Linked DNA regions of Capsicum annuum: region 2 is linked to region 1. A link is a contact called in public Hi-C data. All regions are on one chromosome and are shown on one strand. The core of a region is the stretch at or near the end of the contact, and the rest is flanking DNA. Distances in the headings are between cores, read along the strand shown. Region 1 holds the start of LOC107859749 (3-hydroxy-3-methylglutaryl-coenzyme A reductase 1). Region 2 has its middle 13 kb from the start of LOC107859750.

Evidence for each region. A called contact is a pair of places that touch in the nucleus more often than the background predicts.
Region 2: a contact with region 1 is called in a Hi-C map of placenta, with 2.5 times the contacts expected there. The contact joins the enhancer-like site here to the promoter of LOC107859749 in region 1. A contact is called at or near these places in 2 of 5 Hi-C or Micro-C datasets (leaf and placenta).

Annotation. Positions count from the first base shown.
Region 1 is chr2:136,623,493-136,626,326 of UCD10Xv1.1, forward strand. It overlaps LOC107859749 (3-hydroxy-3-methylglutaryl-coenzyme A reductase 1), which reads right to left and starts at 1,367. Exons shown (of 4, transcript XM_016704840.2): 1 at 116-1,367. The coding sequence starts at 1,155.
Region 2 is chr2:136,675,215-136,678,043 of UCD10Xv1.1, forward strand. No RefSeq gene overlaps it. Among protein-coding and RNA genes, the nearest start is that of LOC107859750, 13 kb to the right of the region's middle. Within about 2 kb of position 1,292, at least 3 of the 5 cell types and tissues checked have an H3K27ac peak or open chromatin away from gene starts, as enhancers often do.

The DNA of each region.
Region 1 (2,834 bases), core at 117-2,616:
GAGGTCAATCAATTTGAGACGAGAGAGTATTTACTATTTACAATGGTAACAATATGAATATAGGTATCGAGAAATAGTCAGCATGAAAAGGAAGAAGAATAAGAATGACACTCACTTGTTGAACATAACAGAAAGAGTCTCAAAGTTGAGCGGATCCTCAACGAAGAACTTCAACTCAGCGGCTCTTTTCGCGGTGGTGAACCTGACCACGGGAGCTCTGGTCATCCCATCTCTGAGCAGAACACTGTTGGCACCACCAGAGGCAAATATAGCCTTGCAACCTCTGTTGGTACTCGCCACTAAACATCCTTCAGTAGTTGCCATTGGCACTGAGTATTCTCTCCCATCAAGCAGCAATGGCCCTGCGATTCCCACCGGTATTTGCACGTATCCTACAGGCATCTCACAGCACTGTCCAAGAATAGAATCATAGTCAAACCCCTCCAATGGTAGCCCTTCCAATGACTTCCCAGTAATCCTCTGCAGCGCCTCCTTACGTATCGAAGCAGCTCTTTTACAATCACCAAGCTTTGATTCCAACGAGTACGATGGCGTTTTACCCTGAACAACAGATTGTATAATCTCCTCATCATCCTCCGATACTGCTGGTGTAATTATCGGCGCAGGCTTCTCCGTTAGAGACAAAGCCACCTTAGCTGGTTGCTGAGGAACCATTGGGACAATTATTCGAACAGGTGGTGGAGGTACAGCGCAACCAAGAGTAGTTGCAGCAGCACATGGTCCTCCACGTCGGCTATCTTCCTCAATAATAAGCTGCTCAGCATTCTCATCCTCGATATCCCATGAATCGCTATTCGACCTCGACACAAACGACTGAACAAACCCAATCCCAAAAAAACCCAACAGATAAATAACCGAAGCGATCAAAGAAATCATAGCCACCAATTCAGAGAGGGTAACGACATGCAGAGGAATGGAATTACGGATCTTCTCACGCCACCTGACGAGAAGAAAATACATCACAGAGAAAAACATGGTGAAAAACAACCCATTGGTCAGGTACAACGGAAGTGGAAGGGCATCAGATGCTTTAGGAGAAGAAACCTGTTGCTGTTTGTGTAGTTTGAGAGGTTCGCCGGCGGAAGCATCTTTGGGTGTGTATAAAGGCTTAACAGTTCGCCGGCGAACGTCCATTTCTTGATTTTCCGGTAGGAAAACCGGCAATTAGAAAAAATGAGAAAATAAAAGAGGGTAAGAGTATATGGTGATGTTATGTTATGAGTGGAGAAGCGAAAGGTGAGGGAATGTATAAATAGAGAGAAAAGCGGTTGGCGCGCTGTAATTTGGGGCCACGCACACCGCATGCTGGTCTTCGCCCCTCTCCTATTTTTGCACCTTGTTTCAATGTTTAATTTATGGAAAAAAAAAGGGTACCATATATACTCAAATTTTAGTGAAGATAAAATTTTCTGAGTATTTTTATTACCTTCGTAAACTATTTATTATGAAATTAAGTTTGGCGTATTATTGATGTACTTTTTTGATACTATTATATATTTTTTTTACCTGTTATAGCAGATCATTCATTTTCAAGGTAAAAATGGATGACGTGCATAAAAGTCACCTGATAATGTAAAAAAAAAGTACTCTTTATTATTTCCTTCATTTCACAAAATTTTTGAAATATGACAAACATTTTAAGAAAAAATAAAATAAAAACATAAATTAAACATGTTTTTTCTCTTTTTTACCCTTTCTTAGGGTAGTTAATTAATACTAAATCAAGTCCTTGAAACTCAACCTTGGAAAGTTAAGTAGTCCTTTGGCCATGAAAACTAAAAATTTTTGGAGTTGGAGTTGAAATTGGAGTTGGAGTTATGTTTGGCCATCTCTTTTTTGAAAAAAAAAAATTGACTTTTGAAAAAAAAAATTTAAATATGATTTTATGCCCTAACTTTTACAAACTATCAAAATCACCCAACTAAAATTTATCTACTAATGAAAAAATAACACAATTAGCCACTATTATAAAAATAATTACATATACATGGTCATATTTAAGGAATTTCAATTATGACATATATAATATTTACATTAATAATCGTTTTCTCATATTTGAAAATTTTAAATATGGATGTTATATTAACAGATCACTGCTTCCTGTTTTTTAGATAACAAATATTATCTTTCAAACAAATTTATTTTTTTAGAAATTTATTAATTTATTTCCTTCATTTTTCGTTCCTAAAAAATAGGAAATGATGAGTTGTTATTAAATTTTAGGGTGCCGCTAATTTATTTCTTTAATTTTCTTATACATGAAAGATTTTACTGTGTGTGAATAAATTATTTCTATGTAAAACATGCTTTGCATATTTATGGTATATTATATCATATACCATAAATATATAAATATGCTTAGTATGTTTCTTTATACCTTGTATTTTTATATATATGTGTATATAATATATACATGGTATAAACTTCATATATAACATACTTTGTATATTTATATTATAAATATGCTTAGTATGTTTCTTAATATTTTGAATATTTATATATGTGTGTATGTGGTATATACATGGTATAGACTTTATATATAACAAACTTTGTATATTTCTATTATAAATATAATACTTTATATATTTATGGGTATAAATATAAATTAGCAGTAAAATAATGTTTTAAATAAGGAGAAAATTAAATAAGGGATAAAAATAATGATGAGAGATAAAAGAGATATAGATTAATTAGGATAACATTAAGTTTGAAATTATAATTATCTTATTCTTTAAATTGCTATATACGTAATATTGAAAAAGTAATGTTATAAGGAGAGTTTTATGTAAAATTTAAAAGATTAGGGTTATATG
Region 2 (2,829 bases), core at 42-2,541, 52 kb after region 1:
CAACATTCATTGACACTTCGCTCTTTTTATGGTAGTTTAAGTTTTGTGCCAAAAAATTTTATACTATCTAGTAAACTTAACCTACTATTTTGATTTACCTAATTTTATTTCATAAAAATTAATAACATGTAATAACAAATCAAATTTACTTAATAATATAAAATATTTTATACAGGGCACTTAAATTCTTTTGTGGTGGTACAGGAAATACAGTTCTAAGTACACAACTTTAAAAAAGTTCAGCCAAAAAAGGACACTTGTGAGATCTGATAGTGAACCTTCCTCAATCCCCTTTACGTTTTTATGACAATTTTGTCGGTATGTTTTGAGTGGACGCACGATTTTTAGTTCCTTTATGGCTTTTAAAAATAATAAATATCACAAATATATAACAGAAGAAAAATAGGAGTATTAATCTTATATAGTAATGATATAAAATTTATATGTATGTTTATATACGTAAGTTTATGTCAGCACGAACCCAATATTTATTATTTTTATTATACATATGAAATTTCGAGACTCAATCATTTTTTATTATTATAAAGTTTTAAGCTCATACAATACTTTTATATAGTTTTTAAATATATAAAATTTTATTTTAAGAAATTTAAAGTTTCTATTACCGAATTCATGATCAAAGTTACTGGATAATCTGTCCGACCACTTCAAATTGATCATAAATCCAAATTACTTCACAAAGTATTATGCATATGTTTCACTAAACGAAGTATGTGATACAATAACTTTATTGAGATTTTAAAATTACTAAGTTAATCAAAGTATACTTGATAACTTGCTCGCAAAAGTTCAGTTAATGTGACTTACAGAATTGTAATAGCTCAATTGATTTGCTATCTGAATTTTTAATTTATTTGTGAGGGTTCGATTTTTCACTTGTTTCTCCTCTTCTCCATTTCTTCTTCCCTAAAAGTTAAACGTATTGTATAACTTTTTGTACACTAAATTTCAAGAGAATAAATCAATTATCATATAAAATAATTTTAATTCACGTACTATAGAAGTAACCCCACAGAAATTTTAAAATAATTTTAATAGAATATTTATAGAAATAATACCACAAAACAATAGTGTAACTGAGAACCAAAAAGAAATAAAATGGTGGATGGTCAGTGAAATTATGAGGTGGGATTCACATATTTATATATATATTCAAAAAAATTCAAACAAAGTCGACGACGAATAACTGATTGTGTAGCCGCATATGGTATAGTGTAGAAATTATTCAATGATTTCTTATTAACAAGTTAGGTAACCTTCTTTGACCTATCCACTCACCTATTAATTATTGACGAAAGTTTCCTGCCAAGTGGTTAAGAAAAATATATGCAACTGTAGATAATGTTGACTAATTCATTGTATTTTGAAAGAGAATTACTTATATACATGTTTTTTAAAAAAAGAAAAAAAAAATATTGTATACAAGTGATATTTATGTAAAGGAGATTTAGTTTCACGTATGAAGATTGATTCCGTTCTCATTATAATATTTCCCGAAAGAATGATATTTATTTAATAATTACTTCTACAGGTTTTGCTCGCTTTTTGGTCTACGGCCCTTCGTTTTGAGTCGGGGTTTATCGAAAACAGCCTCTCTACTCGCTCGGGATAGTGGTATGGACTACATACATTTTACCCTCCCCATACCCCACTATGTGGGAATATACTGGGTTTGTTGTTGTAATTACTTCTACAGGTAAATTCAACGAGAAAATGATACTGAAATTACAAGATATCGCAACGTTAGTAAGATGTATAGTAAGAAGCTTAGGTGCTAAGAATTGCTAGAAAGCGATGGGTTTTGTTAGGAAATGATGGAGAAATTGACAACAAAGGAGGAGGATGACCTATTTTATTTATTTATTTATTTATTAATTAATTAATTTATTTATTTATTTATTTATTTTTAATGTGCATTGCGATGGTAATTGTCAATGAAAGAAAACAAATGTACACTAACATGATTTGTGATAAATTGGTTAGAATTCTTTCATTCTGAATGGAAAGTTTTAAATTCATATTTTAAAAATAAACCAAAAAATTATGAAAAGTATCGCCTTGAAAAATGAACATTCTAATACGTGAAATTTTAATTAATTAAATTATAATGCGGAAATCATATACCGAAAATAAAATGGTTACAAAATGTGGAAGGACAAAATTTACACCAGACAGACCAGACCAGACTATCAATGAATGTCGTGCAGTGAATGAGACTGCTTCTCTCTTAATTAGAGGTTTCGAATTTGAATCCTAAATATGAACAAAAAAAAATTTACAGAAAATACTATCCCGGAATGGATCCTATCCGGTGTGAATTAACCAGAGATCTAACACTCGAATGAGAAATAAAAAAAAAAAAAAATTACACAAGGCAGAGGAAATTCTTGGGAATTTTTGATTTGTTGGTAGTTGAGGTGAAGGGGCGTCGTTTTCTGCCAAATCGGCAACTTCGTCCAGTTATCCTTATCATACAATATTTATTTATTTATTGTGTGCTAAGGTAACAAACAACAGGTGTTCTTCTTACCATGCAACAAAACAACCACCTGATTTGTCTCTTTGCCATTCTGCAAATGAAATTCACACTTGGAGAAAAGAGCACGTAGCAACTACTAACAATATCATATATATTATATTTTATTTTGCAGCAAAAGGGAAACAAAAAAAAAAAAATTTGGGTCATTTATTTGAACCTGATTTGATTTGTGCCTACTTTCGTTTTAGTTAGGAAACATATAACGTCTTTAATTAATTCTATGTTCACTTGTTCATCCACAAACCTACAGTGAGATGTTTGACTTTTAG